Linked DNA regions of Gossypium arboreum: region 2 is linked to region 1. The links are chromatin contacts, called in public Hi-C maps. All regions are on one chromosome and are shown on one strand. The core of a region is the stretch at or near the end of the contact, and the rest is flanking DNA. Distances in the headings are between cores, read along the strand shown. Region 1 holds the start of LOC108489361 (E3 ubiquitin-protein ligase UPL4). Region 2 holds the start of LOC108488538 (L-ascorbate peroxidase 2, cytosolic).

The links. Hi-C and Micro-C count contacts between places; a contact is called where the count stands out from the background.
Region 2: a contact with region 1 is called in a Hi-C map of leaf, with 2.4 times the contacts expected there. The contact joins the enhancer-like site here to the promoter of LOC108489361 in region 1. A contact is called at or near these places in 2 of 5 Hi-C or Micro-C datasets (both in leaf).

Annotation. Positions count from the first base shown.
Region 1 is chr4:101,047,299-101,053,049 of ASM2569848v2, forward strand. It overlaps LOC108489361 (E3 ubiquitin-protein ligase UPL4), which reads right to left and starts at 3,603. Exons shown (of 18, transcript XM_017793867.2): 1 at 3,342-3,603; 2 at 2,067-2,772; 3 at 1,831-1,941; 4 at 1,637-1,753; 5 at 1,373-1,531; 6 at 1,113-1,274; 7 at 698-850; 8 at 492-613; 9 at 1-391. The coding sequence starts at 2,705.
Region 2 is chr4:101,093,231-101,098,981 of ASM2569848v2, forward strand. It overlaps LOC108488538 (L-ascorbate peroxidase 2, cytosolic), which reads right to left and starts at 5,434. Exons shown (of 9, transcript XM_017792819.2): 1 at 5,032-5,434; 2 at 4,775-4,949; 3 at 4,630-4,695; 4 at 4,477-4,525; 5 at 4,302-4,384; 6 at 4,132-4,211; 7 at 3,924-4,026; 8 at 3,699-3,757; 9 at 3,333-3,605. The coding sequence starts at 5,153. The coding sequence ends at 3,587. Within about 2 kb of position 2,566, at least 2 of the 2 cell types and tissues checked have an H3K27ac peak or open chromatin away from gene starts, as enhancers often do. A contact at or near this core is called in leaf, where this site is marked.

The DNA of each region.
Region 1 (5,751 bases), core at 2,353-4,852:
AGTCATCCCTTTGTCGGATTCAATTAATTCTGGAGCAAAGTAATTGGTTTTAATATGTTTTGCAAGATTGCAAACAGTATCCTTGTCAATCTTACAAGATGAGACTGAAGAAGATGGCACCATATCAAATGCATAACACAAGCATCTCTGGAACTCCCTCACAGAAGACTTTTGGCTTGAATCAAATGATGGTTGGATACCACCAAACACCGGAAGCATCAATTGCGAGCATTTTTCAGGCATTAGAAGTGCGTCTATCACATAAAAAACACCCTCCTTTATGAATGAGCTCAAAAAAACATCAGAAAGCTTTTTGAGGATGATCTCAGCAATCTGTAGGGCTAACATCAGCAAATGGTGATCCTTCCGAGTAAACACTCCAGCCAGGAAACTGCCATTTATAGATTCATGAAAATATATCCAAGATCTGTTGACTTATCATTATGCATTTTATAAAAAAGAAAAGCATAGGAAAAAATATCCCTATTCACCTTGGAATGTTGGCAGTCTTAAGCAATTCACCAAGCATGTCAGGTTTGCTCAGAAAAACTAACTTGCTGATGACAGAGAGGCAGCCATAACAAACATATATGTTTGCACCAGAATTGACTACCTGTTCAATTGGTGAAACATGAATTGTAAAACTACTGAAAGAACAAAATCCTGAAACTTCAACTTTATATATCAGGGAGCTAACCTGGACCAGCATGGGAAATAAATCCATTCCAAATCTTTGCAGAAGATCATGATGGTCAGCTAAAAATGATTCCTTATCCAACACTACCTGATTAGCTTGATCTCCGGTGGAGGTGGGAAGCAGCTCATTGAGCAATTTCAGAACTTCATGTACCTGCCAGAGACAATAGCAATAGTGACCGGGATCTTTTCTTTTAGAAGAACTATTGTTGACTTAAATAGAGACATTTCAATTTGCCTCTGAACCAGACAACCAACAAAAAAAGAAAGCATCATTATAGGAGATGACCTTGGTGCACATCACCACAGTAATTACTATTATTCACTACAAGGGTAGACTCAGAAATAAACGCCCAAGCCAATATCAACCAAAATGGAACACCATTCAGAGAAGTTGTCCACTCTAAGATGCAAACCTGATTGCAATTGCCATCAACTAAGTCCGGAGGAGATATTCCATGTGAGAGGTCATAAGTAGATAAGACATCCTTCAGTATGTTGCTTATATTTAGCTCATACAGACTTCTAAAAGCTACAAATGAACCCGAAGAAAGCTTGACAAGTAATCCTATCAAGCCCTGCCAAGTGCCAACCAACATGGAACAATCAAATCACCATTTAAAAGGCAGTGGAAAATATAGCTAATCTCTGACCATGATCAAGGAAATTTGCATACATTGTATATTGGCTGGGATATAGTAGTTCGGCTATTCGATTTCATAACAAGTGTGACTTGATTAATCAGCTCATGCTTACAGAGTTCCTCCATCAGCTCAAAAGACTGACACATTCTCTCAGATATTTTGATCAAGCAAGTTGCAACACTTTCAACAAGCTAGGAATTTCAACAATGTAAAAGTTAATAGGTCAATATAATTTATGAGAAAGAAATAAATTGAAGGGGTCATCAAAAGGAGGAAAACTACAAATAGTTAAAGACCTGTTGGTCCTCATGCTGAAGTAAATCACATAATTTGGGAACCGCTTCAACAAAAGGTGCAGGACCCTCCAAAGGAAGTTTCTTACAAATGTTCACCACCGTGGCAAGTGCAACTCTCTGGCATAGAATCAAAACTCAATTAAACAAAATATACCCTAATTCCAGAATTAATAACAGAGTGCAAATTGAATTACCTGCACACTAATTGAGAAAAAATCAATAAAATTTAGAACAGCCATAATTGCACCAGCTTGTAAACAAGCAACTGGTTGATCGCGAGATATTTTCTCCAATGCTTGCAAACACTGCATAACAAATATTTCTCAGCATAACCAAGTTTTCTTACTTCAATCACACTGTAATTTCTTACCCTAACAAACTTAGTCACTTCAATCACAGTATAATCTAACAAGCAAGCTTAAAAAAATACCTGCTCAGCTACATCCACATATTCAATAGCCAATAATCTTTCACAAAGAGCAGGAACTGCATCGTGTCTAACAAGGAAACCAGATGATCTAGGATATACATCACATAGATAAGTCATACCCCTAATTGCCAACAACATTATATTAGCATTACTCTCGTTCTTCGCAAGCTTTACAAGTACTGGTGATAAAGAATCCGCCATCAAACTCGAAAGCGAATCCTCATTACAAAAAGACAACACTTCACAAAGTTCAGTCAACGCAGCCAGTTGGCCCGAACCTCCATTTCCTTCGTTCAAATTTGACAAAATAGTATTCAATTTTCCATGATCACTCGACGATCTTCTTCTCTGATAGTCTCTTAAAATGTGGTGCCGTGGTTGTTGCTCAGCATCGTCAGAATCGCATGATCCATAAGCTGATTCGTCTTCCTTCTCGTGTTCACCATCCGATCGGCTCGAAGCCGAGGTGGAGGAGGAAGTTTCCATGTCAGCATCGGGAGTGGAATTTGGTAAATTGAGGTGAGTTCTGACTGAGGAACAGTTAGAGGAACTTGGTCGAAAATCTAATGAACTACAAGCTCGCTTATCTGCTGGTAATTCGTCGGCTGTTTCCGTTCGTTTCTGCCCTCGACTTCCCATGTGAATTCGTTCCCTTTTTCTTTCTTTTGGACTGACGAATTTCCAAACCAAGACAATTCACTCCAACCTGAATAAAAAAATTAATCGCATTAAACAAAGCGAAAATTAACAGTTTCATACGGAAGAAAATAAGAATATCATCGTAGAATATGAACATTACTGTTGTACAGTAGCCCAAAAAAAATCTATATAATCACCATCAAAATTTTAATCATAACAAGGCTCAGTTTAGAACTTCAAAAGGGAAAAAAGGGAATTTTTTTTAAAACAAATAAATAAAAGCATAGTATTTAGAAGACGAAAGAAAATCAAAACAAAGAAAATAGGGTTAGTTTGAAGAGGGCAACTGAATCGTCAAAACCATTAATAAGCGATCAATCCTCAAAACAATTAAAAATATATATCTCTTCAAAGCAAACCTAATACAACTAAAAATGTTCTTTTTTAAAAAGGAAAATAGAAAAAACAAAGAAATTAATGAGAAAATAAAAGCGAAAAACAACTAATCGATGAGCTTAAAAACATCAAAGAGAAAAAACAAATCACGTCAAAAAAATTTATTTTTTTCTTCCTGTTCAAGTACCTAAAAAGAAGAATTGGTGGTTAATCGGTCTTTCGAAAGAATCGAAGACCTACAAAATTTTAATCAACGCGATCAACTTATAGAAGATTGACGATCTTTTCTTCCCTTTTTCCTTTTATTTTTCTTTCGCTCTTCTTCCTACTGCTGATGTTTGATTTATACGATTGTGATGATAATGAAGAAAACCAGGGATTACCGAATAAGTTATCGTAATTATATATATAGTACAGACTCCTACAGTATCGTGTGCTACTCGACCGTATGGAAAAACGTACACCTTCAAAAGTACTAGCTATACAGATTATCATCGTTGGCTTAGTTGTGGCTTTGTGCGGTAAAAGTATTATATAGTTAACAAGGTAAGAGATAGATTGTATTTGATTTTTTATTTAAAATATATATTAGATTAAAACAAAATTGATCTTTTCAATTAAAATTTTATCAATTTGTAATGTTAAAATTAATGTGGTTAATAGAATAATCAAATAATGACACGTAATGTGTCATGTATTTCTCATGTTGATATCTAAAGATTAGTTTTAAAGAATAATTTGTTTTTTTAGTAAAAATGAAAAAATATAATATTACCCTAAATACAAAGTAGATACTTCTACTGCCTTTGTGATAATAAGATGCAAAAGTTTTTACCTTGGCAGTTGGAGAGATTTTAATGTTTTTTGGTCTTTTAAGTCAGGAATGCCTTTTGGTTTAAGGTCACCCTTCCTTAATTCAGCAAACACAATTGTAAATGTGTAATTTGTAATTTGTAATTGTGATTTTAGGAAATAGCAATTAATTTTTAATAAATTTTTATTATGAAATAAAAGAATAGAGAGAATAAAAATAAAAGAAATTTCAAAAAGAATAAAGAGAAATAGGAAAGCAAAAGATAGGTGTGTAATTTATTTATAATGAGAACATGCTTCTCCAAAGTTTATATTTATAAACATAAGAAGTATACATTATACCAAAATTACTTCTAATAGACATTAGGGTCCCAAAATAAATCAAACTTATTATCCTAATCACATCCACTTCTATAATAATAAAATATTTATAACATTCCTCATTGGATGTCCATCGATAGATAAGTACCTCGTTAAAACCTCACTAAGATATATGTGGAAAATATTATCGATGAAGAAAAAGAGTAAATATATGCATTAATATGTTGCCTCATTAAAAACCTTACAAAAAAAATCAATGGGACAAAACCTCGGTTAAGAGGGAAAAAATGTCGCTAATTTATTCCCCCTCATGACAGCATCACATAATATTTCATCCTATATATTTAATCTTGAATACTAGCTTTTCAAATGATCACTTGAGCAAATTTGATAAATGTTTACATCATTATTATTCTAGAGTTCATGAGTGAGGAATAATTTTGGAGAAATATATTTTAATCTCTCAAAAAATTCCAACAATAATCATAACAAACTTTGATCATATCCCTCTATGCATGCACATGTTAGATCATTTTATAATTTTCCTTCAACTATTATTCACTGAGTCAAATTTACCACATATGTTCAAGTCAATTTAATTCATATAAATATTTATGCAAAAGTAGTGAACAATTTCCCTAGGATTTCTATATGCTTCCAACATTCTAAATCCTTTAAGGATTTAATATATTTACTATATAGTAATTTATATAGAAGGTTGTAAGAACAACCATTAGACGCATATCAAATCTTTCATGAGCTGCCAAACTAATAAGATATCTAAATGTTTTGCATTCACCACAAAAGAATATTATATCTTTCATAATCAATGCCAAGACTTAGTGAAAATCTTCATTTTCTTTTTTCGTTTTCACAAAGCTACACATTCGCACCCTCACTGGCTTTATAGGTTTAGAAATCTGGACTATTGGTTCAAAAACCTCATGAATTTTATACTACTTGAACTGTATATTTCTATTTTTGGTTAATCTATTTCATGTCTATATTTCTCGACAAATTTATTCAAGTCCTCTTTTTTTTTGTCATTATTTCAACAATACGATTGCATGCAAAACTGTTGTCAACAACTTTTCATTCTCGGATCCATATTTTCTCATATAGACGTAATTGATCCAGACATTTTTTCCATTATTTCCACCGTCAATTTTAGGTACCTAATTTCTTTTTGGAATTTTAGTAATTAGTTATGTATTTAGTCTCCTCTAGAGACTTACCTCCAGTATATGACAATCTTGATTTATTATTTTCAGTATATGACATCATTTGGTTTTCTCATTATGTTAGAAAATACATCGATAGTTAACTTGCAATAAATTGAATTATCCTTTTGAACTTCTAGTTCAAATTACTTTATATGAGGATCAAGATAATAATAATTCATTACAAGTAATTATTTCATCCAACTGTTATTTATCTCACTTTAATGTTGGAAAAAAGTCAAATCAAAATAGTAATAAATCTATTTTAGAATTTCACCCAATTTATTCAAGACATT
Region 2 (5,751 bases), core at 1,316-3,815, 45 kb after region 1:
AATTGATGGTTGAAGGAGAAAAATGAAGGATTTTTATAGACTTTCTTATCCAAACGGTGCGTTTCAAGTAAAATAAATAATGTCCCGAAACCATCCAATACTAAAGTGACACATGCTCAAATGGGATATTCTAGGTGAAGCACCATCCAATATGTGTTAATTAAGATTTGATTTTAATTATTATTGTTTAAAATTTGGTTTTAATTTTAGACTTAAATAACCATTTTTCTATTGATATCTTTACCTACGTAATTTTAGTTAATAGCAAAATTAATTATTTTAAACTTATAAATAATATATATCTTTGAAATAATATTCTTTAAAAATTCAAATATTTAATAATTTTATAAAATTAATTTATGATCAAATAATATGAAGTTGGTTTTAATTGTTAAAATTTTGTCAATTGTATAAAATTGTATATAACATAGAGTGTAATTTAAATATTTAAATATATAAATTATTGATATTATTCAAATAATAGTGCAATTTTAATATTTTATTTTATTTTAAAACAATAAAAATGAAAATAAATAATACAATTCCCACGTATTATCATATTAAGTATATCAGATTTGAATAAATTAAGTTCTCTTATCACTTAAGATGTAAGAATTTATAATATATAATATATGATATATAAGATGACATATAAATAAAATGGAAGCAATTAGGAACTTACATTTTGTACAAAAGCTAGATTCCCAATACGAAAAGAATAAAAAACAAAATATATAGGCTCTCGATTTTCAAAGCACCGAATTATACGTCGAGGCGAAGAAAGCAAAGCACATTGGGTGGGACACGCAAAAGCTAAGTAGGTTGACGTTGCACTTTGGGTGCCTAAAAGTTTAAAGGCTTCTACCAAAACGCAACAGCTAGAGGTGGACGACATCGTAAATTGGATGATTTAAAATTTTATTTCAATGGCTGATTGAGTCTGGTCTTGTTGATAATATAAGAGAATAACGTGAATTCGATTGTATTGAAATATATTATCTTCTTATTTATAAATTAAAAAAATTATAAATTTTATAATTTTAAGTATTAATAAAAAAATTTATTTCAAAATCAAATCATCCTAATATGTGTTTCTAACACAATTTTTTTCCTTCCAAATGTCCAACCCAATCTATTACCAAATATTAAGATAAATTACCATTACCTCCAAAAATGGCAAACCCTAATTACCCTCCCTGAACCAATGTTGCCGCCTTCTTCTCCATACACCTCTGCGCTCCTTGATCGATCCTAAGTCCTCTATTTACGGTACATTAATAGTACACTCCTCCCCTTCCCAATCGTCTTCGTCATCAATTCACACCATCACTTTTAGACTTAATATTTCCCGGCTCAACGACCCCTAAACTCAACTTATACAATCCTCCATACTTAATACTTTTAAGTGGATTGGATTCAGAACTTGAATCGTCGACTTTCTTGTAGCCTTGGACATTGTTACTTCGGGCTTGAGTTATTAAAAACTCAACTTCTTAAACTTTTTTGAAAGATAAAACTAAGAAAATTAGCTTAATGATATGATAAAGAGAAGATTAAACCTATAAAAATCTATGCAAATGTTGTTATCAATCATCCATGGAATCGATCAACCAAGACCAAGAAATAAAATCAAAACTTGACCTTAAAAAAGAAAAACATAATCTTTGCATTGTAGTTAAACTAAAACCCTATAAATCTTATCGAAAAATAATTTTATGCATCTAAATTTTTATATATTGTTTAAAATACTTTTATAGAAATTTTCAATTTTAAAATAAAAGAGCTTTCATTTTTTTTATAATTTTTACATAGAATCAAGGTTAAATTGATAGGAATATAAAATTTGAGAATTGAATTTATTATTATACCAATTTAACAAGTGTCATGTTACTGATGAATTAGTTAGGTGTAAATTTTTTTTGAAAATTTTAGGAACTAAATTGTAATTTTTTAATTAAATTATCAAAATGAAAATTTATTTATAATTAAATGACTATCGATATCAAATATAATTAGGTTCCACTAGATAATCGAAATAGTGAGATTAGATTCATCTTTCTTTTAATCTTGAAATGGAAAAGAAAATTTGAACCCACCCATGCATTATCACATTCATACATGCCGCATGATGGTTATGCCTTTTTGCTTAGGTAGAATTTACCGTACCTTCACTATCCCATCCATTCTAAGGTGATGGGTACATTAGGAAACTCATTGTCATGATCTCAACTACAAAGGGGGAAATTGGGAATGAAATCCCTAAATAGGGTAGTTTTGGATAATGTATCCGATGGTTAGTTAAACTCACAGATGGGCTAATATCTATATGTAAGCTGATAGATAATAGACTACGAGGATCACAGACGTTAGGGACCGAGAAAGATGGGCTAGCTGATTAATGGGCTTAGTTTTATGCTAATGGTCATAGGCATGATTTGGTCATTGTAATGTCTTTTCTTCTTTGTGAACGAAAATTTCAGAATTCTCTTCTTCAACCTTCTTTCTTCAAATTCTTCCATAAATCCAAACTTATCACTGCTAAGGTTGTGACAAATTGGTATTAGAGCTTACAAAGATTTACTAGTCGAGCTGGGAAAGCCAAAAAAAAGTAATCACCATTAACACTAGATAAACAACTTCAAGAGCAAATGCAGGTGGTGCAACATTGGTTACAAGTTGTGCAAGAATTCCCAAATGGTGGGAAGAGCAAAAAACTTTTGATGGTGGGAAGAGTAGAAGCCATCCATGAAAATGGTGGAAGTGAATTGTGATGTTCTTTTGATGTTAATTTGTCTCTAGGACAAAAAAGTAAATGCCAAGAGCAAAAGCTTTCATTATATATTTTTTTTCATATATATATATATATATAAATGGACTCAAGATTCTCAAATTTTTGTATTCATATGAATACCAAATTAAAAGAAAAACAAAATATTTTGAAACATTCATTATTTTACGTTTCAGGCTTACGAATTTCATATATTATTTAATTTAACTTCTATGGCTTTGGATAGTGATATTATGAAAATATTATATGATTAAATTAAAAGCAATCATGGAATTCAATTGAATCAAATATAACTTTGATAATCTTCAACAAATATTCAGCATGACAACCAATAATACAAGTAGGAAAATATAACATAAACCATGAAAAAAAATTCATTTATATATTTTTAAAATTTATAAAATTTTAAATTAATAATGATAAAATTATACTTTAATTCTTAAAAATATAAAAAATTGATCTACCCTTTAAAATTATAAAAATATAAATTATTAAAATAATAAAAATACATTCAAGATATACCATTTAATTCGTACCCAAAACATTTCCCACGCTTTCAATACATACTCATTTCTATTAATAGGAGGAAACAATTAACTCATTTCCAACAAAACGTGCACTAAACACCAACATTTCTTTGTCCTCAAATTCTTATTTCATCATACTGTGATATTTATTAATCGTACACAGGACACAAAACATAAATTTTGATCAACATGTTTTTCACAAACGGCAAAGACTCGTAAACATCAGGCACAAGACAGCAGCATGATCATGTTGGATGCTTTTATAAATCCCCTATTCGGCATCCGCGAATCTAAAACATGGTCAAAGAAATTGTTAGATTATATAGGAAAAATGCAAGAGAATTTGCAGAAGGGGATGAAATAAAAAGTTGGTTGCTACTCACCCAAGCTCCGAAAGCTTCAAATGAGATTCAGCATAGTCAGCAAAGAAGGCATCCTCATCCTAATAAGGCACAACATTATTCATAACTAAAAGTTCCAACTATTACATATATATATACATGTACTGGTACAAATGAAACGCACTTGAGAGATAAAATAAAGGTTGCATATGTTAAATCTATATGATATATATAGCAAAAAGCTGAAAGATATGAATTGATACTTACTGCAGCATATTTGTGGACAAGAGGGCGAAAGACAGGATCTTCCAAAAGTGCTTTGTCGGTTGGCAACTGAATCAGACCTTCTTTCTCTCCACTGACAAGTTCTCTGTTTCAAACAAGAATGTAAGAACATGGGTCACAATGCAATCAAGTTGGAAACGATTCGAGCATCAACTCACAACAATAATTTAAGTACTAAAAGAGCTGTTACTTGAAATAGGAGTTATCAAAAATGAGAGGATTCGAAGTCCAGGGTCCCTCGAACCCAGAACGCTCCTTATGGCACCTCCCCTGTAATAATAATGGTTTCAACGACATAATTAGAACGCATTGAACTTACGTCTAACAGTTGGAAAACATAATCTCTCTTGTCAACTTTACCAGCGTATGACCACCGGATAAAGCAACAATGTCTTTATCGCCAAGACCCATGTGCCCAAACACTTCTCTCAGATGATCAGAGCCTGTATAGAAACAAAAATTAAAGAATGGAAACTTCTTTACAACGAAACACTTGTAATTATCCATTTTCTTAATTTTCATGCATGAAACTGACCCTTGGTGGCCTGTGGCAGACGACCCTCTGGAGGTGGTCCATTTTTGTCCTGAAAAACAAGTCGGAGTTATAACTATATATGTTTCCCATCCTTTTAAGATCATAAAAATAAGGTGTGATCAAGCACAAATGGGAGATTAATGGATATCTTACCGGTCTCCCAGGGTGGAAAGGAATTTCAGGCCCTCCCGTAACTTCAACAGCAACAATTCCAGCCAACTTTTCACCACATCGAAGTCAATAAGAAAAACACCGAGTAAATAGAGCAAAAGCAAACACTGATTTGGGATTGGAATACCTGGTAGAAATCTGCGTAAGACAGAATGGGGAACTGTTCCTTAACGGGTTCTAAAAGCCTAACAGCTATGTCGAGACCGCTGTTGGCTTCATGAGCGAGCTCATCCCGATGCTTGATCGTCCCGAACGGCCCTCCTGTTCCGGTTTTCACATCGAATGTTCCAGCTGAGTGCCATCTGTCTCATATAAACCAACGGATAATGAAGTCCCAGCAGAAAAAAGAAAAACAGAACAATGAAAAAATGACAAAAAGCTTACGCTAAACGGAGGATGATGGGAGCACAATGCTTCTCGGCAATGAGTCCCCGAAGCTTTCTCTTGCATTTCTGCACTGCTTTTTTATACTCTTCGCTCACTGTCGGGTAGCACTTCTTCGCCATTTCCAAGTGTTCGCACTGATCCCAGATAAAAAGAAAAACAAGAAATGTTTTGCAATAACGAGCTGAAGGGAACTGGCTCTGTTTCTGGTTATTGTCAAAATGCTGATTGTAGAAAGATCATGAAAAATGGAGTGTGGTGGGATGAACTAGAAAATATAGAGAGAGGAAAGATGTCTATTTCGGACAAGAAGATTCTAGTGTTCATTTTGAACTATTGGATCATCGGGTGGACCGAGGACGCATGGGGTCTGCCTCTAGAAGGGGGAAGATAAAACTCTGAACCGGTTGTTTTGCCACGCGCTTGTGTTTATGAATTCGGGTGAGTTGGTTTTGTATAGGGTTAACGTGGTTAAAATGAGCTTTCAAAAAACTTAAATTGTTTATTATTCAGTGTCATAAAAACATTTTTTTTTAAATAAAATGTTTGTTTTTGTTTTGTTGTTCTAAAAAAATATGTATTTAAATTATAATTAAACTCATTAATATTATTGTATATGTAATGTATAAACTTAAATTATATTAAAAATAAAAATAATTTATTAAGAAATTAATATTATATATATGAAATATATAAACTTAAATTATAATAAAATTTATA